Regions from separate parts of the Mus musculus genome. Here regions 2, 3, 4, 5, 6 and 7 are each linked to region 1. The links are chromatin contacts, called in public HiChIP or PLAC-seq maps. All regions are on one chromosome and are shown on one strand. Each heading gives the region's core, a stretch centred on a gene start, on an enhancer-like site or on the middle of the called end of the contact. The rest is flanking DNA. Distances are from core to core; before and after follow the strand shown.

The links. HiChIP or PLAC-seq counts read pairs in DNA pulled down with a chosen protein or histone mark.
Region 2: a contact with region 1 is called in an H3K27ac HiChIP or PLAC-seq map of microglia, with 5 times the contacts expected there. The contact joins the promoter of 1700108I11Rik here to the promoter of Pef1 in region 1. A contact is called at or near these places in 2 of 39 promoter capture datasets (hippocampal neurons and liver), 1 of 15 datasets of contacts at CTCF or cohesin (large pre-B cells), 2 of 484 Hi-C or Micro-C datasets (cerebral cortex and megakaryocyte progenitors), 4 of 115 datasets of contacts at active chromatin or transcription factors (bone marrow-derived macrophages, double positive thymocytes, embryonic stem cells and 1 more) and 2 of 9 other capture datasets (adipose tissue and embryonic stem cells).
Region 3: a contact with region 1 is called in an H3K27ac HiChIP or PLAC-seq map of T-cell acute lymphoblastic leukemia, with 8 times the contacts expected there. The contact joins the enhancer-like site here to the promoter of Pef1 in region 1. A contact is called at or near these places in 1 of 39 promoter capture datasets (cranial neural crest), 10 of 115 datasets of contacts at active chromatin or transcription factors (T-cell acute lymphoblastic leukemia, effector CD8 T cells, embryonic forebrain and 5 more) and 1 of 9 other capture datasets (adipose tissue).
Region 4: an HNF4G HiChIP or PLAC-seq map of pancreatic cancer cells shows a contact between it and region 1. The contact joins the promoter of Fabp3 here to the promoter of Pef1 in region 1. A contact is called at or near these places in 1 of 39 promoter capture datasets (hippocampal neurons), 4 of 484 Hi-C or Micro-C datasets (the G1E-ER4 cell line, erythroblasts and nephron progenitors), 14 of 115 datasets of contacts at active chromatin or transcription factors (T-cell acute lymphoblastic leukemia, bone marrow-derived macrophages, differentiating embryonic stem cells and 5 more) and 1 of 9 other capture datasets (embryonic stem cells).
Region 5: a FOXA1 HiChIP or PLAC-seq map of pancreatic cancer cells shows a contact between it and region 1. The contact joins the promoter of Spocd1 here to the promoter of Pef1 in region 1. A contact is called at or near these places in 6 of 39 promoter capture datasets (the C10 cell line, embryonic stem cells, hippocampal neurons and 3 more), 1 of 484 Hi-C or Micro-C datasets (cranial neural crest), 6 of 115 datasets of contacts at active chromatin or transcription factors (T-cell acute lymphoblastic leukemia, craniofacial prominence, embryonic basal ganglia and 3 more) and 3 of 9 other capture datasets (adipose tissue, liver and pancreatic islet).
Region 6: an H3K4me3 HiChIP or PLAC-seq map of embryonic stem cells shows a contact between it and region 1, with 8 times the contacts expected there. The contact joins the promoter of Serinc2 here to the promoter of Pef1 in region 1. A contact is called at or near these places in 8 of 39 promoter capture datasets (the 3T3-L1 cell line, cranial neural crest, embryonic stem cells and 5 more), 1 of 484 Hi-C or Micro-C datasets (the G1E-ER4 cell line), 11 of 115 datasets of contacts at active chromatin or transcription factors (T-cell acute lymphoblastic leukemia, bone marrow-derived dendritic cells, bone marrow-derived macrophages and 2 more) and 2 of 9 other capture datasets (adipose tissue and pancreatic islet).
Region 7: an H3K27ac HiChIP or PLAC-seq map of embryonic stem cells shows a contact between it and region 1, with 2.5 times the contacts expected there. The contact joins the enhancer-like site here to the promoter of Pef1 in region 1. A contact is called at or near these places in 4 of 484 Hi-C or Micro-C datasets (the G1E-ER4 cell line, embryonic stem cells, myocytes and 1 more), 8 of 115 datasets of contacts at active chromatin or transcription factors (T-cell acute lymphoblastic leukemia, embryonic stem cells and epiblast stem cells) and 1 of 9 other capture datasets (liver).

Annotation. Positions count from the first base shown.
Region 1 is chr4:130,105,795-130,109,748 of GRCm38.p6, forward strand. Pef1 (penta-EF hand domain containing 1) reads left to right here and starts at 1,762. Exons shown (of 5, transcript NM_026441.4): 1 at 1,762-1,856. The coding sequence starts at 1,833. Gm40258 (a long non-coding RNA gene) reads right to left here and starts at 2,324. Exons shown (of 2, transcript XR_868200.3): 1 at 1,807-2,324.
Region 2 is chr4:129,851,428-129,855,381 of GRCm38.p6, forward strand. 1700108I11Rik (a long non-coding RNA gene) reads right to left here and starts at 1,804. Exons shown (of 2, transcript XR_868199.3): 1 at 1,704-1,804; 2 at 1,076-1,273.
Region 3 is chr4:129,881,383-129,885,336 of GRCm38.p6, forward strand. No RefSeq gene overlaps it. Among named protein-coding and RNA genes, the nearest start is that of E330017L17Rik, 23 kb to the right of the region's middle. Within about 2 kb of position 1,674, at least 237 of the 459 cell types and tissues checked have an H3K27ac peak or open chromatin away from gene starts, as enhancers often do. A contact at or near this core is called in T-cell acute lymphoblastic leukemia, adipose tissue, effector CD8 T cells and 5 more, where this site is marked.
Region 4 is chr4:130,306,784-130,310,737 of GRCm38.p6, forward strand. Fabp3 (fatty acid binding protein 3, muscle and heart) reads left to right here and starts at 1,955. Exons shown (of 4, transcript NM_010174.2): 1 at 1,955-2,067. The coding sequence starts at 1,995. Gm10570 (a long non-coding RNA gene) reads right to left here and starts at 922. Exons shown (of 4, transcript XR_868203.3): 1 at 840-922; 2 at 537-701.
Region 5 is chr4:129,926,677-129,930,630 of GRCm38.p6, forward strand. Spocd1 (SPOC domain-containing protein 1) reads left to right here and starts at 2,091. Exons shown (of 15, transcript XM_017320505.1): 1 at 2,091-2,122; 2 at 2,573-3,527. The coding sequence starts at 2,121.
Region 6 is chr4:130,273,617-130,277,570 of GRCm38.p6, forward strand. Serinc2 (serine incorporator 2) reads right to left here and starts at 1,970. Exons shown (of 10, transcript NM_172702.3): 1 at 1,842-1,970. The coding sequence starts at 1,880. Gm34957 (a long non-coding RNA gene) reads left to right here. Exons shown (of 2, transcript XR_376686.3): 1 at 1-2,318.
Region 7 is chr4:130,249,586-130,253,539 of GRCm38.p6, forward strand. Serinc2 (serine incorporator 2) reads right to left here. Exons shown (of 10, transcript NM_172702.3): 10 at 3,912-3,954. Gm46724 (a long non-coding RNA gene) reads left to right here. Exons shown (of 3, transcript XR_003955118.1): 3 at 1-219. Among named protein-coding and RNA genes, the nearest start is that of Gm46724, 15 kb to the left of the region's middle. Within about 2 kb of position 1,991, at least 37 of the 459 cell types and tissues checked have an H3K27ac peak or open chromatin away from gene starts, as enhancers often do. A contact at or near this core is called in the G1E-ER4 cell line, embryonic stem cells and epiblast stem cells, where this site is marked.

The DNA.
Region 1 (3,954 bases), core at 512-3,011:
ATAAAGGCATAGGGATGAGTTTAGATTGTATTAAGAGTGGCAAAAAACCCTCAGAGGAGTTTAGAGAACGACAATATCGAATTCACACTTTAAAGCACCCACTCTGGCTTCTCCATGGAGAAGGGAGCGGGGCTGGAGTTCACTAAAAAGACATTGGCGATGAGGCCAGACTACAGAGGGGTCCTGGAGCAGAGGGGTGGTTGGAACATGGAGCAAAACCAGATGATTGATTATATATACATACATATATATATTTTATTTTCTGAGACAGGAAGGATGAGTTTTGTGGAAATGATCAGAGAATTCTTACGCTGGGCTAGACTGCGACACAGTGGCAGTACTGGAGGGACTGAGAGGAGTGGCTAATGAGCTGGGAGCCATGGGGGGAGGTGTTAAAGAGAGGGTGGGACAGGAGGAGTAGATGTGAGAGGCCATTGGTCTTTATGAATGAGTGTTGTAACCCTGAGTGTGAGAGGCTGTGACTAGTTCATTTTTAAGTTAGCATTTTCCTAAGTTGTATTCCAGAAAACTGTGACTCAGAGAGGTTAAATGACTTCTTCAAGATCACACAGCTAGAAACTGTTTAAAAAAGAAAACGAACAACAGGATCTGCTCACTAACGCCAGTGCTGAGGGGGAAGCTGAGCAAAGAAATAAGCCAGCGGGGCGCTGGTGGGTAAGGCTGGGCCAGATCACGAAGGAACTGGATCACCAGACTTGTCTTCCTCTGCAGGTAAGGATGAGGACCGTGCTTTGCAGACTGTCCTATGGCCAGTACCACGATCAGCAGTGGGACTGTGGAAAGTGCCTGGCTAGATTGAAAGCTCAGGACTTTTTATTTAAAAAGTATAGTGTTGGCACTGTAGATACTGGGGATACAATTATAAGCAAATCAAACACAATTCTTGTCCACATGAGAGTTTTTGTTGTTGCTGCTGCTGCTGTTGTTGTTTGAGACAGAGCCTCATTATGCAGCCATGGCTAGACTGGAACTGTCTATGTATGTATGCTTGCTTCTGCCTGCTGAGACTAAAGGCATGTGCCACCAGGCCCGGCCACGTGGGAATGTAACTAATCAAATAAACATGCAACCAAGTTTAGAACCTAAACCCCAAGAGCCAAGTACAGGAAAGTTGGTAACTTAGGAACTGTGATTTGACCTACAGAGGGAATAAAACCTCCTTGTTGAGACCTAGTCATCTACTGACACTAGTTCTAGGCCGTACTTTGCTGAGGAACTCACTGTGAGTTTAGGTAACTAAGTCATTGCCTTTCTGAGCCTCAGTTTCCCCATACATAAAGATAGGAGCACCGTGACATCTTAATTTTCCTTCTCTTCTGGCGGTCTGACCTTTCTCCACTGTCCACGGGTCTGTTTAGTACCCACGTTCTAAATGGCACCTGCATTCCAGGAAAGGCTTAAGTTCTCAGTAGCCATGGCAACCGCCTGGGCGTTAGAAGTAAAGTGATCACGACAGTGACGTAACTAATATGCGTCAGGTTATAATATGGCCTTGCCAGGTTATAATATGGCCACCACAGAAACAACTGACCAAGTCTCCCCATTAGATAACTACAGCTGGCCAGGCCCGAGGTCCGCTGCAGGTCACGAAAAATAAAAACAAACGAGCCACTACGGTCAACAACACTTCCGGACACTCCTACCCAGCCCTCTGTAAGGTACCAGCTCACCGCCTGTGACTTCCGTTTGTTGACCGGAAGATTGACAGCCTGTCCGTCCAATCACAATCGGACCCGCCCCAAAATCCAACCAGGAGCGGCATTGGGAGCAGGAAACTCCGCCTACCACAGTTGTGTGACGTCATAACCGCCATGGCCAGCTATCCAAACGGACAGGTGAGTTGTAGTGGCCCCTGCGTCAATATTTGGGCTTGTCTATAGATCCGGTACCACTCTCCATCCTCGGCTCTTTCTCCCCACTTGATCCGCAGCCTTTTCACGCAGAGGTTTACTTCAACAAGACTCTGTGTGAGCGAGAAACAGGAGGGCCAGTCCGTCGCGCTCGTTTTACGTCACATAGGACCACTCGAGGGGTTGTTTATATTGCGCAAAACTGGCTTTGGGGGTTTTGCTGTGAATTGATCCGGGCTGAACCGGACCAGGGTGCTTAACTCAGGTCTCCGTGGGGCGGAGTCCTCTGTGCTCTCGAGGCGTTTAGAGCTCTTTTTCCCTTGGAGTCTTTCTGGGCGTAACTTGATAAAAACAAGTTGCCCGACTCTCTCAGCACCGTCCTGCGACCGAATAATCTCGGGACAATCAGTGGTAGGAGGTACCAGAAGTGAGATTACACCCCTCACGGTTGTCCAGCGTCCTTTCACACGTAGGAAAAGTGAAACCCAGAGAAGATATGGAGTTTATCTAAGTTACCAAGTAGTTAGGCAGCAGAGCCAAGGTCAGAACTTGGGTTGTCTGCAACTGCTTCTTCCTTCCTTTCTAGCCTGCCTTGAACCAGCCGGGAACATCATTTCAGTGTGATTTATTTTGTGGCCAGAATTAGGTGACATAGAGGTGCCAAATGCAGTTTTGAGTTAAAAGTGGAGCCAGATCTTTGCCGCATTAGTTTTAAGTCTTTTTTTTTTTTTTTTTTTTTTCCTGATCCAGTTTCCTCTCATAAAATGGACCAAGTAGTAAGAGTCCACCCCTCACAGAGTTATTAGGAAGAACGATGTGATTCCTGTAGGCATATGCTATGCTATACGGTAAAGTGTAACATCACTTTGTAGGAGTTTTCAAAGCAGGCCCCTCACTTCGAAATAATTTGGACAAAATAATCGTCCTGATCACAGAGTAGTTTAAGAGATTAGTCTCATGTATGGAAAGTGGAATGCAAAGTCAAATGGGTTATTACCAAGCTTTGATTGGCCATAGTCACAGACTAAAAGATATTTAAAGGCCTATGTGGTTTATATAGCATTTCTTACATTTACTTTGTGTGTGTGTTGGGGGTGGGGAGAGGGCGGCTACACATGTGCACATGCACAGGAATTATTTTTTTCTCTATCATGTGGGTCTTGGGGATCAACCTTCTTGGGCCTTTCAGCAAGCCCCTTTACCCACTGAGTCATCTTGCTGGCTCCCACACAGCAGTTGGGCCCCCATTGTGCCCATATGAAGACCCTGTAAGCATGCAGGGCTTATTATTTTGACTTATAGCTGAGGAGCAAACCCAGAGAGGCTTAGAGGTCTCACATAGCTGGTGAGGGTGAGGCCAGGGTTAGAGCTTTGAATTCCACTTATTGCATACTTGGCAGAAGTGAGTAGAGGCCAGTGTGGGCTCCAAGTAGGAAGAACTACCACAGCCTGGCTTCCCAGACTCCGCCCCACTTGCTGGGTTTTGTGAGATGTTAATGGGTGCTCTTGATAGAGGATCCTGTGGTTAAGCAAGCTTGGGAACTGCTCTGTTAATACAGCGTGGTAATGCTCACTGCAAATCTCCCAGAAAGTCATAGAATGCGTCATAGTCCTAAAAACTTTCTTAACCAGGGACCACCCTACCCCATCTGTTTTGAATTACGTCTGCTCATTGTTTTGTGACAAGCTGGTGTTCCACGGGAGCTCAGGTTGGGAAAGCATTCCCATAGTACATATTTTTAGTGGCTGGTTTGTATCAGAATTACCTGAGAGCTTGTTTAAAGGACAGATTTGGGCCCCATCTAAGACCTGCTCTAAGCTTAGATGGCACAGATCCCACCCCCAAATTGTGAGGGGTGTGTGTGTATTTACCTGTGTGGGGACAGTAAACATCTGTAAACCAAAAGTTGACAATTGAGTGGCTGCCTCAGTTCTCAGTTGTTCCCCAACTTATTTTTTGAGGCCATCTCTCAATGAACAGGGAACTCACTGAGCCAGATTATCTAGCCAGTGAGGGATCTTCATTGCCTCTGCCTCCCCGGGCATACTTTGTCCTACCTGGCTGAGGATCCGTGCAAGTAGG
Region 2 (3,954 bases), core at 554-3,053, 250 kb before region 1:
ACTTGGTTTTGGTTCAGCTCCTCTGATATTGTGTATCTGACCATGCCGATGCATCTAAAGTTTCATGGCCTTGTGTCAACCTTAGTGCTCTTTCCAACTTGCCACATCTGCCTCATTTAGCTCTTTTTCTTTGGGGGTTCTTACTTCTTTAATGCCTTCCTTACTTTAGTTCTAATTGGTTTTTAAACCCAGAAACAAGGAACCTGGAAAACAGCTCAGCGGGTAAAAAGGCTGAGCTCATCCCTGGAGCCCGTGCTTGAGAGAGAGAGCTGGATGCTACGGATAGTTGTCATCCCAGCACTCCTGAGGAGAGAGAGCGAGCAGAGCCAGCTTGTGATAGTGCTGGATGGTCTCAACAATGACAGCTGAAAGCTGTCCTCTCACTGTCACAGTGTGCCCTGGCCAGTGTGTCCCAGCGCTCACACCAAAGCTTTGAAAGAAGCTTGCCAGGTTACACCTTACCCAGCCATCTCTGGTGGGCACGCAATGCCACTGTCTTAGTTACTACTACCAACATACCCAGTGTAAAGGGTCCCATTCTATAGTATTTCTAAGATTTAGAAAAGAAAAATTTGATGTGTGTGTGCCACATGTGTGCAGGTATCCATGGAAACCAAGAGACAGAATTGGATCCCCTGGAACTACTGCTGAAGAAACGTGGGCCCTCTGCAGAACCTGCAAAAGCACTCACACCGCCAACCAACTCTCCAGCCACCTCCCTTTTATTTTTTTAATTTTAAGGCAAGCATTTCCATCTTCTTAAATCTCATCCCTTATTTGATTAAAGGTTCAAATTTAAGTGCCTTTTTCTGATACCCTTTTCATTAACTTTTCTACATAATTCCCACCAACTTATAAACATACTATTTATTGCATGATAAGAGTCAGAGCTGAGGCTGGCAAGATGGCTCAGTGGTTAAGAGCGCCGACTGCTCTTTCGAAGGTCCAGAGTTCAAATCTCAGCAACCACGTGGTGGCTCACAACTATCCGTAACGAAATCTGATGCCCTCTTTTGGAGTGTCTGAAGACAGCTACAGTGTACTTACATATAATAAATCTTTAAAAAAAAAAAGCTGGAGTTGGTGGTATAAACCTTTAATCTTGGCATTATTTGGATAGCAGAGGTCGGAAGATCACTTGAGTTTAAGACCACCCTGGTCTGTGAAGTGAGTTCCAAGGTAGCCATGGCTTTGTAGAGAGAACCTGTCTTTATTTGGTTTGAGGAGTTGGCAAGATGGCCACCATGCCTGAGTTTGATCCTTGGAGCCTGTGCTGTAACACACAAGTGTGTACACATACAAAAGACAAATCGTTTTGATTTCACATCTACCTTGTTCTGACACAGAAACACACCCTGTACTGGGAATTGAACACTACAGTTAAATTTCTCTTTAATTTACAGTAAAACTAAACTTACATTCTCCTTTGAGTCTGTTCCAGCATAGATTGTTTTGTGGTTTGGGTTTTTTATTTTTGAAACAGGGTCTCTATAGGCTGGTCTATAACTTCTTATGTAGACCAGACGTCTTATTTGGGATTTTTATCCTCCGGCCCCTTTTAAGTGCTGGATTTCAGGCATGCACTGCCCTCTCTGTCTCCCAGTGAGAATTTTTATTTCATTGGGATTACTCCTATAAAGACCACCAGAAGTTCTGTTGCACTTAGTTTAGTGGTGGGTTCTCCTAGTGTTGGATTTGTCTACCTGGTGGGATTGATGCCACTGAAGTCTTCATTGAGCTGGGCAGTTGTGCTGCATGCCTTTCATCCCAGCACCCAGAAGACACAGGCAGGCAGCAGATCTCTTCGAGTTTGAGAACAGCCTGGTTTACAACAGCCAGGGCCTCAACACAGAAACAAACAAGCATTGTGACTTAATAATGGTTCCTCAGATGCGTGCAGCTAAAGTTCCTGGGCCTGACATGATGAGTGGGCTTCATGTGAATAGCAGTGCTGAAATAGGCATTTCCTAGGTGAACTGGCAGACTGATGGAAGTTCTTCAGAGAGCCTTTCCTGGGTTTAATGTTGCTGGCTTCGCAGATGGATGAAGGGCGGGCCCCCAAGCTAGCACTGTAGGTAGTATGGGGGACCCACAGAAGGCAAGGAAAGATTCCCCACAGCCAAGAAGGAACAGGTGCCGCAACACCTGGGTCTTATCTCCATGTGGATCTAAGGCACTACGGCCTGGGAACATCTGCCCTGGTGATAATATTGGGATTACAGGTGTGTGCCAGCACACTTTGCCCCCCCCCCCCCAATGTGGTCTCCCTCTGTAGCTTGCTCTACTTTGTAGGCAAGGCTAGCCTTGAACTCACAGAGATCCACCTGTTTCTGCCTCCCGAATGTTAGGATTAATGGTGTGTGCCATCACATCTGGCTTTAAACCTTAATTTTTAAAATTACATTTAATTTGTGTATGTGTTTGTGGGTACCCCACAGCATTTGTGTGGAGGTTAGAGAACAGCTTGCAGGAATTGGTTCCTCCACTTTTGAGTCCCAGGAAGTGAGGTTGGATTGTAGGCTGATGCCAAGCCACTCTATCTGCTGAACCATCTTGCCAGCTTTTTATTTTTTATTTTTATTATACATAAGTTACACTGTAGTTGACTTCAGATGCACCAGAAGAGGGCATCAGATCTCTTTATGGGTGGTTGCTAGCATTCGAACTCAGGACCTTCAGAAGAGTGCTCTTACCCGCTGAGTCATCTCACCAGCCCATCTTGGCAGCTCTTAAGTTTTCCTTTTTTTTTTTTTCTAGTTACGTAACCAAAAGAAAACAAAAACCTAGGTTGGCCTAGGACTCCCAGTGGTCCTGTCTCTCCACACCCAGCTGTGGGGCTCATGGTGGCACACACTTGTAGCTAGCATTTGGATGGCTGAGGCAGGAGGACCTAGGCTACATAGGGAGTCCATGTATCAAAACCCCAAGGGATTAAACACAGCTTGTTGAGTGCTGTGACAACCTCCTGTGAGTGAGTGCGGTGTGCCTGCTACGTGTTTACCCACTATCCTAGCCACTGAGGATACCAGGGGAGGGAACATGACAAACTGGCAAGAAATTATTAAGGGGTAGGAGAAGAACATTTCTTTTCAGTTAAACATCAGTGCAATAAGAGAACGTGAGGAAGAGCATAGGAATTAGTGATTAATACAGTCAGACGGAATGGCCATGAGACCGAGGAAGATGAAGGAACCCGCTATATGCTGAGATATATGAAGATGGTACCAGTATTTCCCAAGGAGTTTGTGTAAACTTGAAAAACTGCTTGGTGTGGGTTGGCACAGCAGTGCAGATCCTGAATATGGTAAGGAAGGCAAGCAAATTTAGTGAGGTTGGGAAGGTAGGTTGGTGATGCTAAGGCAGGGATCTCAGTAAATGGGCAGTGTACTCTCACAGGGACAGCCTTAGCCATGTGCTTTGTTCAAGAGATCAATGTCTCAGCACCAGCAATATCTTGTTTCGTCTTTGAGACAAGGTCTTACATCTAGCCCAGGCTGGCTTTGAACTGGCTAAGAATAGTTGAGGATGACCTTGAATCCCTGATCTTCCTGCCACCGCCTCCTGAGTGCTGGGGGTGGTGGTGACACGTTTGTACCACTAGTTTTTGAGACAGGATTATGCCTACTTTGGCCTGGAATTCCCACCACCTGCCTCAGCCTCCAGAGTGCTGGGATCACAGCATCAGAATGACACCCAGCCCACACAAGTCATCTGAGTCAGAGCCTCTAACTGTAGATTGCCGCTTTCTGCAGAGCAGAGGCACGGAAGGTCAGTCAGTGATCAGCCGTTGCAAGATCAGGTCTTTGTGCAAAAGGTTATGTAAGAGTCCTCTTGAGTTAGAGGCTGTGTGTTTAAAGGGTGACTGACTCGTACTGTGCATGTGGGATGTGTCATCCGAGTGGAGGAGAATGAACAAGAAAAGGTAGAAGCTGAGGAATCCTAATGGCTAGTGAT
Region 3 (3,954 bases), core at 424-2,923, 220 kb before region 1:
CCTGCCTGTCTGTCTGTCAGTGTGTCTGTGTGTCTGTCTTCTGTGCGCATGTGTCTAAGTACCCTCACACAGATGCCACGTGTGGAGGTCAGAGGAGAGCTCCTAGGGGCGGATTGCTCTCAGTCACGTCTGCCTTGGGGATTGAACTCAGGCTGTCAAGCTCGGCAGCAAGCCCCCTTACCTCCTGAGCCATCTCATCCACCCTCTGTTTCTTTTCTTACCAGCCACATCCTATTTTTGGCCCAGCAGCCATTTTGGAATGTAGGGGAGATATTATTTCTCTGCTCAGTCCCTCCAAAGCCTTCCTTACCACAGAAAATGCAAATTCAGGGCCCTGACTTAATTTAATCCTACTTCTCCCTATATGTGTACAAACACACACACACACACACACACACACACACACACACATGCTTCTCCAGCCACACCTGAACCCTGCTGACCTCACACAGGTCAACTCAGGGCCCCAGCTCCACCCCCAACTCTGGCCAACTCCACTCTCCTGCCTGGAATGTCTCTGCCAGCCTCGGGACTAGCAGCTTCCTCTTCTTCATCCCCGTTCAAGTGTTCGTTCATCAGGAAGGGCTTCTCCCAACCATCTAAAACAGGAGTCCTCCCCACTTCCTAGTCCCTTCTCCACTTCAGTTTTCTCTGTAAATTATGACTGTGTAATGTTAATGTCTAGATTCTAATGTAAGCTTCCGGAGGCCAAGAACCTTGTCTCGTTCATCTCGTTAGTCCTGTGTGCCTAGAGCACTGCTGTCGAGGAGCAAGGCTCTCAGCACACACCCGTGGAACGAACTGCCGTCCTTTGTGTCTGTTTTATACCGAGAGAAAGCAAGTAAAAAATATTTTAATGCAAACATAGCTCAAGTCTCTAACTCCATCAGCTCGTTGCTAGTGAGTAGGGTTTAATTCCCTGCTTGCATTAGCGCCCTGTTTGTGTGCTGACAAGTCCTTAGTTCTCCTTAGAGGCTCCTCAGTTATCTTTGGGACTCCGTGGAGAATGGCTCATGGGAGTGGCCCTGGGCAGGTGAGCAAGAGAGAGCTCCTTGCTAAAGCTGCAGGAATTCTGTGAGCTGCTCGGTACACTGTGGTAGTGTGAAATTGGCCCCGGTGGGAATATTTACATCACGGAAGTGGGCAAATGCTGCAAAACAGAGTAGTTTAATTTTTATTTTTAAAAGAAAGAACCAGTTTCCTAACACAAGGATTCCTCAACGAGTTAGCAAAGGATGACCCCCTAGGTGTCTAGATGCTCTCCTCCCCCCCTTCCCCCCGGGCTCCTGGAGCTCCACCCCCACTGTCATCCTGAGAAAGGCAAAGTCCCTGCCAAGGCTGCATACCACATCCTGTCAGCCAGCCAAAGGTAAAGTTCAGGCCCACAGAAAGTCCTTCCCTACAGAAACAGAGCAAGTATCTAAAGTTCCCCTTGCGCCCCCCCCCCCCCCCCGCCCCTGTCCTGTACCCTTTCCTCTGGGACCATTTGGAAACTTAAAAATTGTGCACATGCCTTGGAGAGAGAGTTCAGATGTTAAAGTATGTGCTGCGTAAATGTGAGAATGGAAGTTTGGATGTCCAGGACCCATGAAAGGCTGGGTGGACGTGGTGGCCTGCTGGAAGGCAGAGCAAGCTATCTCCAGAGTAGGCTAGTGCAACCAGCCATATCGGTGAGCTCTGGGTTTGACTGAGAGAGCCTGCCTCGATGAATGAGGCAGAAAAGCAGCGAAGGAGGAACTTCTTCCTTTTCGGTTTGTTGTTCTGTTTCGAAACAGGATCTTGAAGCCTGGGCTGTAGTTCAGTGGTAGAGCATTTGCCTGCAGTTGGCTGAGATCCCCTGGATTCTATGCCCAGAGTTACAAGTTACAGGAGAGATGGGGAGAGAGAGACAGACACACACACCCACAGAGAATCAGAGACAGACAGAGACACAGAGACAGAGAGAGACAGGGACACAGACAGAGATAGAGAGATAGCAAGTGAGTGTGCTTGAGAGAGACAGAGAGACAGAGAGACAGAGACAGACAGAAATACACACACACACACACACACACACACACACACACACACACGGAGAGGCTAAAGACTGTGCTGTGGCCTCAGTCCTGAGTTTAAGTGTTCATCCTGCCTCAGCCTCCTTAAGCTGTAATTTATTTATTGCAGAACAAGTGGAGATTTATTAAAAAGAAGCCAAAGTCTAGCAAATTTGTAGGCTTAAATCTCCCAAACCAGGAAGAGGTGGTGCACGCCTTTCTTTAATCCCAGCACTCGGCAGAGGCAGAGGCAGAGGCAGAGGCAGAGGCAGAGGCAGAGGCAGAGGCAGAGGCAGAGGCAGAGGTAGAGGGGCAGAGGCAGAGGGGCAGAGGCAGAGGGGCAGAAGCAGAGGCAGAGAGGCAGAGAGGCAGAGAGGCAGAGAGGCAGAGAGGCAGAGAGGCAGAGAGGCAGAGAGGCAGAGAGGCAGAGAGGCAGAGAGGCAGAGAGGCAGAGGCAGAGAGGCAGGCAGATCTCTGAGTTTGAGGCCAGCCTGGTCTATGGAGTTCCAGGACAGTCGAGGCTACACAGAGAAACCTTGTCTCAAACAAACAAACAAACAAACAAACAACAACAAAAACAAAGGCCTCCCAGGACAGATGGGAGCTGGAGACCTCATCTGTGGCCGAGCATTCTCAGGAAGACACTGTACGTTGTGGGTGGGGCGGCTCCTGAGAAAAGGGAGCTGTTAAGCCAGGAGCCGGATGGGAAGGTTAGGATGCAAGAACGGGTAGGAAGTCCCAGGTGTGCGCAGCCGCAGAAGCCAAGGGAAGGACACTCTGTGACTGATAGGTGACCAGCTTCCATCTGGAGATCAGGCCAGAGCAGCTTGTGTGGAGGGAGAAGTGAGACGCTAGGCTGAGGAGGAGCTAACACTGGCAGGGAAGCAGAGGCTGAAAGTGGCCACAGGCAGGCTGGGAGCCGCAGAGGAAACAAAGACTGACGGACCTGGCTAGGCTGCCACATCTCGCCACTCCTCAGTAGTCTAGGATTTAGCCAGTTTTTAAATGCCCCACCAATCTCCATGGAAACCAGAGCCTTGAGCATGCTGGGTAAGCAGTCTGCCACCACGCAACTACTAGCCCTCTTCCCATATCTGACAAATTAAAGTGGCTGTTTTTTTTTTAATTTGCATTTATTTGATTATCAGTGAAGATTAGCAAATTTTGTGTGTGGAGGGCTATTTGTTTTTGAGACAGTCTCTGTTTTCTAGGCTGGCTTCCAACTCCTAGATAAATCCTGCCTCTACCTACTGGGATGACAGGCTTATACAACAAAGCCCAGTGGTGCTGGGTTGCAGGGCCTTGTGCATAGTAGGTGTGATGGTTGAATATGCTTAGCTCAGGGAGTGGCCCTATTAGGGGGTATGGCCTTGTTGGAGAAGGTGTGTCACTGTGGGCGTGGGCTTTAAAACCCTAACTGCCTGGAAGCCAGTCTTAGGGGGTTTTTGTTTGTTTGTTTGTTTTATTTATTTATTTATTTTTTTTGGTTTTTCCAGACAGGGTCTCTCTGTACAGCTCCGGCTGTCCTGGAACTCACTCTGTAGACCAGGCTGACCTCGAACTCAGAAATCCTCCTGCCTCTGCCTCCCAAGTGCTGGGACTAAAGGTGTGTGTCACCACTGCCCGGCTGGAAGCCAGTCTTCTAGCAGCCTTCAGATGAAGATGTAGAACTCTCAGCTCCTCCAGCACCATGCCTACCTGGATGCTGCTATGTTCCTGCCTTGATGATAATGGACTGAACCTCTGAACCTGTAAGCCAGCCCCAATTAAATGTTGTCCTTATAAGAGTTGCCTTGGGGGCTGGTGAGATGGCTCAGCAGGTAAGAGCACCCGACTGCTCTTCCGAAGGTCCAGAGTTCAAGTCCCAGCAACCACATGGTGGCTCACAAACATCTGTAACAAGACCTGACTCCCTCTTCTG
Region 4 (3,954 bases), core at 705-3,204, 200 kb after region 1:
TCCCTGGGTCTCAGGCCTCTCAGGCTTTGAGAGAAGAGGCTCCTTGCCTAAAGCCTGTGACCTTGAATCAGAAACCATCCCATGCCCTCCCTCCCTTGGCACCTGCTCTATCGCTGAGGTCACCAGGGCTCCAGGCCCAGCCCTGAGGCCCGTCCCTGTAGCTTTGGCAGAATTGGACCTCTCAGCCTTTTGGCAACTAGACTCTCCAAAGGAATCAAGACAGGGGTGAGAGGACTTTTCCTCACTGGCCTCCTTCCCAGAACAGCCCATGGGTGGGAGAAAGGAACTTCCACGGGGACAGAGGCCCAGGAAGGAGGCCTCACCACACTGCAGGTATACTGGTCAGGCTCCAGAGCTCTGGTAACCGTTCCGGAATGACTACCCTGCACAACCTTCTAGAGGCCAAAGTTCTGTGCTTACCACTCCGTCCCGTGTAGAGAGCTCAGAAATTCATTTATGTCCCTCTTCCTCTGAATCCCCAAGTCAGGACAGGTCCCTCCTAGAGTCACTCCCAGAGGGAGTACTTTAGCCTGTACCTTGATCCATGTGGACTTCTCCAAAGCAGGGCCCGCACAAACCAGGAGCTTACTTTGAGAGAGTATCTTGCCTTGGCTCAGACTGGCCCCCAACTCAGGAATCTCTTGCCTCCAGGTGCAGGTGCCGTATTAACTGTTGGCTCAAGCCAGAGCAGCGGCACACAGCTGTAACCCAGGAGACAGAGGCAGGAGAATCTTTAGTTCAAGGTCAACCCCTGCTACACATTGAGATGCTGACTTGGTAATAATTAAACAGAAACTGCTGAACTAAGGAATAGGCTCCACTGAGGTTCCCTTACTCACCTGTAAAAAGGGGATGATACCACCTACCAACGAAAAAGTTGAGTGTGACCATGCCCTGAAGTAGGCTACAACCATCAATAGTCGGGTCTTATTTAATAACGTACTTTAAGGTGACAAGCAGTCTAGTGGCAGAAGTCAGGGGAAAAAACTGACTTCAGCAGAGGGTCGCGGCTTTCCGGGAGTTAAGGTGGCCGAGGCCGGAAGAACCCTCTGAATAGACAAATTGTCTTCGCGGAGTGAAGAACGACCCTGGCACAAGCTCAGAGGTCAGTAAATAAAGCCTGAAGCGCTTTCAGGCAGCGGCGACGGGTGGGACTGCGGAGAAAGGCGCAGGCGGGAGACATTCCGCAGGGAGGGGCTAGCACGTGTGGGGCTAGCATGAGGGAAGCAAGGTCACGTTCTCCGCCAGCAGGTGAGGCGCTGGGCAGCTCAGCCATCCGCGGTGTCCAAGGCAACTCTTTTCCACTTGTCTGGTAGGAGCAAGAGGGCTCAAAGGCCACTAGACCATGCTCTCTGTCCAGGCTCCAATTCTTTTTTACTTACGGCGACCGCGTCATTCCTCTCCGAGCCTCTGAGCCTCTTCTACAAGAAGAGGACATAGGACCGTTGAGATGGGTTTTTGGGTAAAGGCCCTTGCTGTCAAGCCTTGACAACCCCAGTTTGATACGTGGGACCCACACGGTGGAAGCAGAGAAGGGACTCCCGCGAGTTACAACGAACGCCCCAGTCTCCCACCCCTTCCCCATAAGTACGCCTACACGAGCATACACAATATAAGAATAAAACCACAGCGAATTAAAAAACAAGGCGGCAGAAGGATCAAGCGGCGTTTCTCCAGCGTGGCACCAGCTCAAGGGCGAGTTTCCTTTCAGTATGGCCGGGGGATGCTCTACTTGGGTTGCGGGAAGCGCCCCGCAGCCAGGCCAGGGATGGGTTAGATGGCACCAACAGGACCGCGGGCGCCGCTGACGTAGGCGACGGGAGGGCTGTGGGGGATGGGCCCCAGCCCTTTGCGGGAGTGCAAGCCCCGGCTTCCTATTTCGGGAGCGAGGGGTGTGGGCCACTTTCATCATGTGATGCGAGGGCTATTTAAAGAGGCTGTCCAGCCGGGAGCTGCGGTTCTCAGTGCCTGCTCGCCTCCTCACTCATCGCACCATGGCGGACGCCTTTGTCGGTACCTGGAAGCTAGTGGACAGCAAGAATTTTGATGACTACATGAAGTCACTCGGTGAGCGAACGAACGGCGCAGGATCTAGGGTCAGGAGGGCCGGCAAGGCGGTCTTGGCGCTGAGCTCCCAGGGGGAGTGCCCCCATGTGCCTCCCGCAAGCTCCTAGCCAGTCCAGACAGGGAATACTGAGGTGCGGAGGGTGGCCTGGGCTGAAGCCACTCCACTCCACCCCACCCCACCCCGGCCTCCTGGGAGGGGGGTGTCGCGGTCCAAGCTTGGCGAGCCTCGTAGCTGGAGGGGAAGGGTAGAGGCAGCTGTGGCCGCAGAGGTCCGGGATGGGAGGCTTTCTAGGAAGCAGTGTAGGTGATCCGGAGGTGGAAAGGGGAGGGAAAGAAGGGCGGGAGGCTGGCCGCAGGAGAAGGCAAAGAGGAGCATGGTGGTCCAGAAATTGAATTCCGAAAGGGAATAGAGCAGATAGGAGTGTACAGAGCCTGGAGGAAGACTAAAGAAAATCAGTGAATTCCATCTGGGAAGAGGTGAAGATACAGCCAGGCAGTCAGCAACAAGCCCTACCCCTCCATGTTGGGGTAGTGAAGAGGCCTCTCTCTGGAAGATGCCCTGGTTCTCACCAGCCTGACCTTCACCTACAGTGTGTGCAGCCACCCCTGGGATCAGTCGGAGACGCTGCTGCTAGAGCAGGGCAAGACGACCACTACACATAGGCTTCCCGGCCGCACCAGTCGGCCACCGGATCAGTGCTGGGGATAGGGTGAAGAAAGCCTGGGATCGAGCAGAGGGTGTCAGAAGAAAGGTGAAGAGCTATGAAGGGAGAGTGTGGCTTGGGGCTGGGGAAATTGTGTGGTGTGGGCGGTGACACAACGCCTTTAACCAGCACTCTGGGAAGCAGAGGCAGGTGAATCTCCCGAGTTCTAGGCCTGGTCTATACAGAGAGAATTCCAGGACAGCCAGGACTACACAGAGAAACCATGTCTTGAAAAAAAAAAGAAAGGAAGAGTCCCATGATTTACTTAATAGGAAGACAGCTTGGGACACATGAGCTCATCGCCTCATAGGAAAGCCCAGGATTTCTTTTTGAAGACTGAACTAGAGCCTTGTGCATGCCCCCTACTGCTGAGTTATACTCCCCACTCACACACACACACACACACACCCTCTTTTTACTCTGTGTAACAGGTTCTCACTAACTTCCCCAGGTTGGCTTTGATCTTGTAACCTGCCATCTCGGCCTTCCAAATAGTTGAGAACCCAGAACTACCTAGAGTTCTTCCCATTTCAACAGTGGGGAATGTCACATGAACCACTTATCCAAGACGGCCCCAGCCCTTCCTTTCTTGCCTTGAGCTTAGATAAAGACCTCTACCTGCGGAGTCCCTGGCTATATCATCCTGGTCTAGGAGGCTGGGGCAGGGAAAACAGGACTGTGTCATGCCTGAGCTAGCTTCCACTCCGTCTTCCCCGGGAAGGAGGGCTGGAATCGGACATGTTGAGGGATGTGTGTAGTTGCCTCTCACCTACTTCCAGCTCTTCTCTGAAACAGGCCCACAAAGCAATTTGTCCTTTTGGTTTGGGGAATGGAACCCAAGGCCCTTTGCCCGTGCTAAGCAAGCACTGCGACTGCTGAACCACATCTCCAGACAGGGCTCCCACCGGCACCTACCCTACCCTGAGGCTCTCCAGGAAGGCAGCTGGTCTTGTCTTTTAAGACAGGGTTTTACTGTGTATCCCTGGCTCTCCTGGAACTCCCTAAGGAGACCAGGTCCTGTTGTCTCTGCCTCTCCCGCACTGGGGTTAGAGGTATGAGCCCACACCCAGCTAGTTGGCTGTCAAGTTAGGGAGTACTAGATTACCTGGGCTTAGTTCTGTTTCACTGAGCTGCCGCTGCCTTCCTAGACTTCTTTTTGCCTCAGGGCATGTTGTCTTCAGGC
Region 5 (3,954 bases), core at 841-3,340, 180 kb before region 1:
GCCGAATGCGGGAGGAAGCCATTAGAGAAACCCCAGCTGATAAGCACTGTGCAAGAGGAGTACGGTCCCCCTCAACAACTGTTCAAGGCTGTGAGAAACAAGGAGTGACAAGGACACCTTAGAACAGGAGATGGCAGAGCCAAGGACACTCCAGTGCCCAAGCTGGAGCCTGGGACCCAAAGGTCACAGGGGATTCAGAGCTTAGCAGACAGCCCTGTGGCCGGCTGCTGAGCTGTAGGGAGTGTTCCTTGATAACACACAGAGCAAATAAGCAGGAGAGCAGGCGAGGCATGCACGGAGATTCTAGAAATATATACATTTGCACCTTTATTTCTTCCCAAGCTGGAAATTACGCTGAAATAAATAAGCTTTTAAGACAAACATTATCCTTGAGTTCCATACTTTAAAAAAAAAAGTATTTTTCGAATGCTTCTTAAAAAGTGGTTTTGAAATATCTAAAGCAGGAATTTAGACACATAAATCCACAATAGTAATGTGAGATTTAAAAATACCCCACGGACATGGGGTATTTTTAACACATGACTGATATTTAAAAATACCCACTGAGGGCCTGGAGATGTGGCTCAATGGGCAGAGTGGTTACCCACCATGCCCGAAACCCTAGCTCCATCCCTAGCATGGCATAAACCACTGTGGTAGTCCACACCTGTGATCCCAGCACCCTGGAAGTGAGAAGATTAAGGCTCCCATTGGTTACTTACTGATTTCTAGGCCAGTCTGAGATTCATGAGGCCAAATCAAATCAAAATTCATAAGAGAGAGAAAGCAATTGACATATTAATTAGATGAAAGATATTTTCAAATATTGCTTCCATTCTCCCATTCCAGTGTGCCTTCCTGCTCTCTTGGGAAGAGGTGAGGTGGAAGTGGCTTCCCAGAATCCCTTGCAACTGGTATTTTATTTGTTGTATCTATTTAATTCGGGGCAGGGTCTTATACACCCAGGCTGGCCTCTGAATTCAAAGGCAGAGGGTGGTGCTGGGCAGACTTCACATTTTACTTTGCTTCTCTCTCTCTCTCTCTCTCTCTCTCTCTCTCTCTCTCTCTCTCTCTCTCTCTCTCTCTGTCTCTCTCTCTTTCCCTTCCTTCTCCCTCCTCCTCCTATTTATTTATTTATTTATTTATTTATTTATTTATTTATTTATTTGTCGTTTTTTTTTTGAGACAGGGTTTCTCTTGTATAGCCCTGGCTGTTCTGGAACTCACTTTGTAGACGAGGCTGGCCTGGAACTCAGAAATCCGCTTGCCTCTGCCTCCCGAGTGCTGGGATTAAAGGTATGGGCCACCATGCCCAATACATTCAATTTTTAAAAATTAAAAAATATTCAAAAACTAAAAACTGGGTGGAGGGGGGAAAGAATAGTAAATAAAGTCACCACATGTGGGATCAATAACTAATTAATCATAAATTATAATATATATAATCAACAACTAATTATACTATTAACAATAAATATAAATAATTAATAGATTAATGGATTATTAAGTGCCATATCACTTGGTTTTTAAATTTTAAGAGCCAAGTGATATGTGCATGGGAGTGTCACCCATAGCTATGAAATCAGGCAAACAAAATCGACCACAAAGAAAAACCCCAAAGTTCCACAGAGTAGAGGGTTGAGAAATGAGAGGAAGTTTAAACTTTTCTATTTCTTGACGTTCTATTCGACTAGAAGGCACATGTGTGTCTAGATATATTGTATGCCAGACAATATTAAAATATCTAATTAGGAAAAATAATCAGATTTGAGTTTAACAATCCCCAGGGGTTTCAGACACCTCCTCCACTCTGTTTACAATCTTAGGCAGCTTTCGGCATCCGGGGGGTCTGCGATTCCTTTGCCCACGCACCCCGCACCCCGCCCGGTCGCGTGGAGGCAGAATGATTGGCACCTCCTCCCAGAAGCCCTCGGCAGGGAGCGAGCGCCTCCTGCTGGACAAGAACGCCAGCACCCCTAGGGAGCCGTTGCTGGGCACCACCAGGTCCTGCCTCCCACCCCTTGGATCCAGGACCATCTTCTCCGCATCACGTGCTTCTTCCCTCAACCCCCCCCCCCGGCCCCCCAGGAGTAGAAGGAGAAGGAGCTGTAGCAGCTCAGATGTAAGCGGTTGGAGCTTTAGGTCGGAGGTCCTAGTGCGTTCAGGGACTGGCTTGATTCAGAGTCCTGTTTATAGGAGTGGGGTATAGATAGGGCTGAGATTTCTGCTCCGTGTGGAGCTGGCTTTTGCATTTCTGGGAGAATCTCCTCTTTTCTGCTCTCTGTGTGCTTTTGGGCAGTCTCTGAACCAGCTAGGGTGAAGCGAGATACCTCATTTCACAGTGTCACTGATAAGTAGTGACTTTTACCCTTTTTCATTTAAGCAGAAAGCTTAAAGGGTAAAAAAGCTCTTGGGAAGCTCAGAGGAGTGGCCCTATCTGGATAGCTTCCCTTCTGCAGACTAGTGCGAGGAGTGGGGGTCGGGGGAGGGAGCATGTCTAGGAGGTGAGTTGGCAAGCCGGGGAGGACTACCCAGTCAGGCTTTCCCTGAGACCTCCCTCTTTTCCACATAGGCCTGTTGACAAGTTTTTAGCCAGGGCTGGTGGACAGAGGACATTGTCTAGGTTCCAGGACTCTCTGTGTGACTTCTTGGCTACTGGAAGCTCCAGAAGTCTTTGTGGTACATCACTGGACTTCCCAGATAGAGTACTGGTCTGTACAGAGGGGCCAGCAGGAATGGAAGAGGCCAGCAGCCCCAGCTTTAGACAAGCCACCACTGTCGAAGGAATGGTTTCCCCAGAGGATCCTACACTCAGCAAAGAGGGGCTCAGTGCAAAGGGCCCGCCCCCATCTCCAGTCCTGCCCCCTTTCCGAAGGAAATGCAGGAAGTGTGGAATCTGTCCCCAGGAGGAGGAAAAGTCAGGTTTTTCCCTGAGGTTTGGTCAAAGACCAGATGGGGACCCTCCCGAGTGTGCTTCTCCAGAGGCCTTTGCAGGTCCCCCAAGGCTTCTTTCTTCTAAGGACACTGAGCCTGGAGAGCCAGGTGGAAGTTGGGTGGAATGTGCTGTAGAAACCGAGGTTGAAAACATGCTCTTTTCTAAGGATGGGGTTGCGCCAGACAGCCTTGATCACCTTTTTGAATTCCCAGGGCTCTTTGGAGGCGAGCCCCTTAGTCTGGTCACCCAGGAGCCTCTTCAGAGTCCAGCACTGTACCCAGAGGTGCTGACTGAGGATTCTACAGATCAGCAGGAAGTACAGCCCGCGTTTGTGGTTGGCAGCCCTGGCACTCCACCTGACCCGGTGGGGCCAGAGGACAAGGCCCAGTCAGGGTCCAGGATGGAGCTGGAACAAGGACTTTCTGCCCCAGCCAATTCCTGTGCTAGCTCCCCAGAGCCCTTGGGTGGGCTCGATGGTGCACCCCTAGAGCAGAGAAGACCTACACATGTGAAGAAGCGGCCTTGGACAAGTCCAGATGACTCAAGCCAGGATCACGCAGAGGGAGCCAGTAAAAAGGATTTTCCCAGACTGGTAAGTTGAAGCTGATAGTTTAGGGTAGGATGGCTGGGTGTGGCACTTAACAGAAGTAAACTCCAGTGTCTCTTATTGAGCGTCTTCTCTCGGACTTGTTCTGTTTGGTTTGTTGGGGACTGAACCCAGGGCCTCACACACGCTAAACAGACACTCTATGACTAAACCGCATCCCCCAAGCCCCTTTTATTTTGATATGGGGTTCTCACTAAGTTGCCTAGGCTGGCTTTGAACTCACTGTAGCCTACAGTAGCTTTGAACTTTTGACTCTAGTGCTTCAGGTTCTCAGTCTCTGGGATTACAGGTGTGTGGCTTACTAAGCCCAGCTTCCCAGATTCTATACATTGAAATTCTAGAGTCAGGAAAGGAAAAAAATAAACGACATTACTGAGTTCCTGTGAGGGCCCATTATCTGTTAGAGGCAGCA
Region 6 (3,954 bases), core at 720-3,219, 170 kb after region 1:
ACTGGAGTTACAAATGATTGTGAGTTGCCATGTGGGTGCTGGGAAGCCACCCTGGGGTCTCTGAGTCAACAGCCAGTGCTCTTAACTGCTGAGCCATCTCTCAGTTCCCTGACTTCAGATGTTAAACCCGACCAGGAAGCCGAGGGTCTGAGCAGTCCTGGCTGGCCTCAGCTCCGTAGACTGCAGACTGGGTGACTCAGAGCTGATCTTGGCTCTGTTCTCCGGATGGAATTCTCCACCTACGTCTCCTCCTGGGTGACAACAGCTCCCACAATGCCCACTCACTGTACACAGGAGCTGGGCGGCAGTTTCCACCTTTCATCTGCCCATATCACCAAGAGTATACCAAAGGAGGTACTGCGGTGGCCTTCAGTTCAGGCATGGAGAGATCAGGATAGAAGGATTGGCTGAACTGCCCTCACAACCCCTCTCCCAGTAGGACACGGGTAACCAGGCAAGACCAGATGGGAATCATGGTCTGTGAGTGGGAACGTCTCCCTCCCTAACCAGGAAGCAAACCCGTCCCAGGAAGGGGTATGAGCATCAGCAAGGAATAGCCTTACTCTGATCTCCTGTTCAAGCTTCTCTCTCTCTCCCTCTCTCCCTCTACCCGTCTCTCCCTCTCCCCCCCCCCCCCACTTCAGTGGAAAGAGAGGCCCAAGAGAGGACAAGAGCTGTGTCCAGGGACCCACGCCACTGCCTCCCCAGACTGAGCTCACTCTCAGAAAATGGCTACAAAGAAAACCTCTAGATGCGCAGCTCTCTCCTGGGCACCCGCTCCTAACACGCACACAAATCAGGGACAAAGGATGCAAGTCCTGAACGAACCTTCCTACAGCAGCCAGCCGCGGGAGCCCTCTCCGCCCCTCTTTGTGTGGGGCCAGAAGGGGAGGGAGCTGTCTGAAAGAGCCTCAGATTTAATGAGGGGAAGAAGGAAAAGAAAGGGGGCTGGGGAAGTGGGGGCCTCCCGGCCGGTTATGGCCGGCCGGGTCCCCTCCCCTGTGCTGGTTGCTGCCCCAAAACAGAGCTGGCCTCCCGCCTGGTCCCCAACAGTGGCGACCAGGTGGACACACGCAACCTCCCTCAATTTCTGGATCTTTCCAAATCCAAAGTTTGGCACAGGTAGTCAGTGACAACCGACACCAACCTCGCTCAAGAGCGGGATGGGGGGGGGGGGGCTCCTGCCCACCCTTCTTACCCAACCCCCATCTCCTTTCCAGCTCGAGCTGGAGGGAAAGGGTCCAGCGCTTGCAGGGGGGGTGCCCTAGAGTGAGCGGGCCAGACTGCGCGCCGAAAGAGGATGCAGACGGAGCTGGTTACGACGACGTTCAGACAGACAGACAGTGCCCGAATCCTAGAGAAGTGAACGGGACAAACACAAAAGAACAGACTAAGCCAGGCGACAGGGGCAGACAGAATGACAGACGCTCTGCCAGAAAGACAGTAAGCTCAGCGGGGCCGGGACCCTACCAGTTACACAAAGAGTCCCGCGCCCTGGAGAGAGACGCGCCACGCAACCTGGGGGTGCTCTGAGCTGGGGAGCGCGCAATGGCCGCGGGGCTCCCCGCACCCGCTGCCGGCCTCAGTATCCCGGTTCTCGGAGTGACGGCGCCAAAGGCGCCCGGCCGCGCCCCACCCCTCCCCCGCGGTCACCCGAGCCGCGACACCAGCTGTCCAGCGCACCGCGGCCGAAGCGGAGCAGCTGGGGGATGAGGATAAGAAGGGCATCGGTGGGGCCTCTGAAAGGCAAGTTTGGAGGAAGCAAAAAGAAGAAAGTACTTGGAGGAAGAAGGTAGAGAAAAAGTGAGCGGGGCCGCGGCAGGGACGAGGTGGGCACTCACGCAGCTGAGCAGGGAGCAGGCCCCGAGACAGGCCCCCATGGCGGTGAGGGGCGCGGGGCTCGGGGCACCGGCCTCGGATCCCGGATCCGGTGGGACTCCAGGCGCTTGGCTGGCCCCACCCCAAACCCATCCCCGCCCCAGCCCCGCCCCACCTGCCGAAGCCGCTCGTCACTTTCCGGCGACGCTCGGGGCCTCCTAGGACTCACCTGGGACAGGTACTGGCGCCAGACATTTCCTAAAGAGGTTGAGATGGGGAAAGTCCAGCAACGACAGGGGCACAGCCCAACTCAACTCTGAGCTAGGATTGTCTGCTGAACCAAAGCGAGGATTTGGAAATACATCTGGATTTGAACTTCATAGGAGCCATTGTGTGACCGACCCCAAATACTGTCATTGTTAGAGGAAGTAAGAGGTGGTCTTCCCTGATGCCCTTGGATCTTGGCGGAAAACCTCGGCCCAATCTATGGGTGCTCAATGGTAAATTACTAGGCAAGGGGGTGGGGGGATGGTAATGTAGCTGAGTCGGTAGAGTGTTTCCAGAGAATTCATGAAGTCCTAGGTTTGATCCACATAAAACTGGGCATGGTGGCTCTCGCCTGTAACCCAGCACTCAGGAGGCAGGAATCACAAATTCAAAATTATCTTTGGCTGCATAGCCAGATCTAGGTCAGCCTGGGTTACATGGGATCCTGCCTACGGAAAGAAAGAAGAGAAGGACAGACAGAGGGAGGATAAGGGAGGCTACTTTGCTTCTCTGAGTCTCAGTTTCCCCTATTGAAACTAAAGGTGCTAACCTCATGGGGCTGTTAGAACACACAGCAACTGCTCCATGAATAAAAGCCTGTGTCATTCCCATCCCTGTTAAGGCCCCAGATTCGTACTTGTTTAGACCCTCTCCTCTCCATCCACCTTGTCTTCAAACTCTGGACCTGTCTTGGATCACACACACACACACACACACACACACACACACACACACACGAGAGAGAGAGAGAGAGAGAGAGAGAGAGAGAGAGAGAGAGAGAGAAACACAGATAGATATACAGAGAGAGAGAGACAAATACACACACACACACACACACACACACACACTGCTCAGCACTCCACACACACACATATACACATAAGAGAGACAGACAGACAGACAGAGATACACACAGGCACACACACTCACTGCTCAGCACTGCACACAGAGAGACAGAGACAGAGGCAGATAGACATACACACAGAAAGAGACACATACACACAGAGAGAGACACATACAGAGACACACACACACACACTCTGTTCAGCACTCCTCACTCCCTATCTGTGTACAGCCATGACCTCCTAGCTAAGGAGGTCACTGGGTGAGAGGGCATCCTGGCAGGTCATCCCCAGGATCGGGTGTGAGGCGCAGCAGCAGAGTTCTGTAATTATGGTAGCTCACCCCAGCCTTCTCCCCCACCAACTCTAGACCAGATAATGTTAGGGAAGGAAGTCCATAGGTTTGGCTGGCCGCAGGGGCCAAAGATCCGGCCTAACTGCTTCCCCGAGTGATTCATACAGCACCTGGCTGAGCTGGTAATTGTGCCAGGGCTGTTCCGCAAATACCCTGCACTTTCCCTCCTCCACACGTCAGCCCACCTGGTGCCTTCCTCCTGAAAGTCCTTCTCCTTGTCCACCTGTGGTGCCTTCAAAGCTTTGCCCACATCCCACATCTTCTAGATGAAGAGAACCAGATCCTCCAGCCCAGGACCCAGCCTGACTGGAAATGAACCTCGGCCCACTTCCCTGGCACATCTACAACAGCAGACCTCACATATAATTCAACTTAGTGGAGCGCAAGCAAGAGCCCCACACTCTTTCATGGCACCGTTTGAGTCCGTGTTTGTCCCAAAAAAGACTCATTCCCTGACCCAATTCACACATGAGGAAAACGGAGGTTTGTGTTATTGGTAAACTTAGCACTGACCAAAGGCTGGTTGTGGTCACAGAAATCGCTGCTATTGCTGCTAGGAGGCCATTAAGGGTGGCCCTGACTTCAGATCCCCAAAGCCTGTCCTTAGCCATTCATACCTCTCTTGGAAAGTAGAAGAGATTGAAAACAATCTCTTCTCTCTCTCTCTCTCTC
Region 7 (3,954 bases), core at 741-3,240, 140 kb after region 1:
ATTTAAGACTGCACCTCAATAGCTGAGCAGTTAAATGAATGATGTGTCTTAAACCGCTATGCTAATCTGGCTAACTAACTCCCAGCCCCATCCCATGATGCTTGTGTATCGATCTGGCTCTCCAGACCCCTTCTTCATTGCTCCAATTCCTCCATCCTGCCTGTGATCTGACTCTCCTCTCCTTCTCTCTTCTGCCCAACCACTGGGTTATCAGCATTTATTGACAAGGCAGAGAATAAAAGGTAAGAACTGTTTATACAAACTTGAGACAGGAGATTCTTGGTATAAGCATTACAATGCTGTGTCCAGATTAAAACAGGATGGGGGGGGGGTGCAGAGAAGTCAGCATTTGAGTAGCACAAGGGTAAGCTCGCAGCACACAAAACATTATGCCTACAAGGTGCAGGGCCAGTACTTGCTGTTCTTATTACTAAAATTAGTGGCCAGTTAATTATATCAGTTAATATGGTTATTCCAATGAAAGTGGCCCTCAAAGGCACGTAGCCTTGAATTCTTAGTCCCCAGTTAGTGAATTGTTTGGGAAAGATCAGGAGGTGCAGCCATGTTAGAGAAGGTGTGCCACTGGGAATGAGTTATGAGATTTCAAAAGCTCATGCCAGGCCCAGGCTCAGTCGGGCTCTGTCTCAGGCAGGCTCTGTCTGCCTCTGTCTGTCTGTCTGTCTCTGTCTATCTATCTATCTCTGTCTCTCTCTATTTCTGTGTGTGTGTCTCTTTGCCTGTCTGTCTGCCTGTCTCTGTCTCTGTGTGTCTCTGTCTCTCTCTCTCTCTGTCTGTCTGTCTCTGTGTGTCTGTGTGTCTGTCTCTGTGTGTATGTGTCTGTCTGTCTCTCTGTCTCTGTCTGTCTGTCTGTTTGTCTATCTTCTCTTCAGCTGCTGCTCGAGGGTCAGAAAGTAAAGCTCTCAGCTTCTGCTCCAGTGCCACACCTGCCTGCTTCCTGCCGTGATCCCCCCAAACTCCGGAACCTTCTAAACCTATACAAACCCTCGGCTAGATGCTTTCTTTTGTAAGCCTTGGCCATGCTGTCTCCTCACAGCAGCAGAACAGTAACTAAGACAGTTAGCCACGCATTCAGCTGCACTGCTGTCCCATTAGGCACAGTAATGGGACTCAGATATACTGGGGTTGGCTTTCCCCATCTCAGTGACATCCGGACCAGGCATAGCAGAGCTCCCACAGACATCAGGGACCCAAACTCTTCCATGTCTCCTAGGCAGATTTCCATCCACGGGTTTGTTGTTCTAATCATCCCAAGAAGGTTGCTGTAGCTCCACACACTGCTTTGAGTTAAAAGGCAGAGCAGGACCTTATAACAGAAAGGCAAACACAGTCAGCATTTTCTCCTATATCCGATTAGCTCAGAGAGGCTGCAAAGTGGCCAGGCAGCAAAGGGAGAAGGGGCTGATACAGTTAGGGTTTCCATTGCTGTGAAGACACACCACGGCCAAGGCAACTCATAAAGAAAAACATTTAATTGGGGCTGGCTTACGTTTTCAGAGGTTCAGTCCATTATTGGACAGCTAGGAGGGGGGCCTCATTGCCCACCCCCACAATGATACACTTCCTCCAATAAGGCCACACCCACCCCAACAAGGCCACACCTCCTCCAACAAGGCCACACCTCCTAATAGTGCCACTTCCTGGGCTGAGCATATTCAAACTACCACAAGGGCCGAGACTGTCTGCTGTGTAAGTACTGAGTGCAAAGCACTTTATGGCTTACAAGAAAGCTACTGTGGCCGCGGTCATGAAAAATCCAGGTGAGGTCCCGAGAGGGTAATAACACACAATGACACATCAAGGCAGACAGAACTAGCCAAGCCCAGAGCACTCCAAGCACTGTCTGTTTCAGATGTCATCGACCAGCTTTGCATTCACCCTGCCCCCCAACCCCCTTGTCACTCTGCAACCTAAACTGCAGGTGGGGCTGAAGGACAGTGGCCTGGGGACAGGACGTTGTAGTTCCTCAGACTCAAGGACAGCTCTTTTCTCAGTCCCAGTGCAGTAAGGAAGCACACCCTATCAGGGGCTTGCAGGCAACAGAGCTTCTCTTCCCAAAGAGGGGAAGTGACCAGAAAGGGATAGTGACAGGTCTACGAGGAAGAGAGGGTATGTGTGGTGGGAAGGAAGAACTGAGGAGCCAGGAACAGATGGGAGGGTGGGTGAAAGTCAGGTCACTGGGTAGCAGGAGAGGGGACAGCTAAACAGGTTCCCTGTGGGTGGAAGTCAGGTCACTGGGTAGCGGGAGAGGGGACAGCTAAACAGGTTCCCTGCCCTGGTGGGTGGTGACAACCCTACCTCTAGGCTAATGAGTGTGACACCAAGGAGACAAGGGGAAAGTCCTTCACCTACTTAGAATAGTGGCTCTTTGCTCTGCCCCTCCCCCATACCACCAGCAAGGCCCGGCCCAGCCCCTGGCACGTGGTGAGTGCATTGCTGACTGAATGATCTGAGACTGTAACAAGCTTACAACCACAACCACTTTTTCTTTTTTTGGGGGGTGTTGTTGAGGGAAGGTTTTTTGTTTTTTTGTTTTTTTGTTTTCTTTTTGTTTTTGTTTTGGGTTTCTCTGTGTAACCCTGGCTGTCCTGGAACTCAGTTTATAAACCTACCTCTGCCTCCCGGACAAGTGGTGAGATTAAAGCTGTGCACCACCACATCTGGCAAATCAACCACCTCTACAAATACACAGGCCACGAGGACACCCTGGGCATTTCTTTTCTCCTGAAGGAGAAACAAGGAAAGAATAGCAATGCATGGTGCTCTGACAACCTCACTCAGAGGATCTCGGGGGGCGGGGGTTGGGGGGGCAGGGGGCGGGGCAAGCACATCCTCCAGACCCATCCCTAGTGAGAGCCTTCCTCAGCTTCACGAAGTCCAGCCTTTATGCGCCCCACCTCACCCAGGGAAATCTGTCTAAAATACTATGTGACTCTACCACTCAGCTGTAGTCATGGGGAACATCCCAGCATCAGCTCACAGCTTTAGGCCTTCTGCCAGCTCAGTACCCCAGTAGTTCCCCTCTGTCTAGTCTCCCCACATCCCCTGAGGGAGACTGTACCATCCCGCCCACACCTATCTCCTTGATTTCCTCTGACCCCGCATGCTGTCTGCACTCCAGTTTGTACTTGCCCTTGAGCTCCTCTTCCATGGCCTTGTGTACCTCAGCAAATGTCCTCTCAGCCCAACGCTTCCTGCTCTGTTTTCAGGGTGTCTATTTGAATCCCTATACTCCCCGAAACCCTGGTGGTACCTAGGAGATGGTTGTGTCCTGGGCAAGACTATAGAAGCACCCAAACAGACTTTCAGGCCACACCCACACAAGGCCACACCCACAAGTGGGCGGGATGCCTGGCCTGCACTGGAGTGATAGGAGCCTGCCTGTGACCTTCACAACACTGAGCATCTCTGGCTGAGCCTGTTGTACAGGCCACACACTCCTTGAACCACTGCAGAAGTCATTGACCAACCAGGCAGCACCACGTTCCTCTAATCATTGAAGAGCTAGGAGCCCTGGCCTCCTTAGAGCCAGGCAGGCTTGGTGGCTCCAGGGCACAAGTCCTTTCCCAACTGTTTTAAGGCCTGGGAATGTCGTGGGTCTTCTCTGGACTCCCATGACATCAAGCCCAAGGACCACGGCGGCCCTTGCTTAGAGAAGTGAGTGATGACGTCCAGACTACAAATACAGGACAGAGGAGAGCAGAGGGGAGCAGAGCTCCCAAGCAGACACTGTAAACAAGGGTCCTGTCTAGCTCATCACCCCTGTCCTCTGTCCTGCTCACCATACTCTTCAACACCCTCATTCCAAGCACGCCCCAGCTCCCAGGTTGGCTAAGGAGGCACGGGGCCTCCTCACACCAGGGGTGAGGCACACAAGACATGGGAGGCACACACAGGTACTGGCATGTTTATTGAGTGAAGTCTTAGAGACTCATT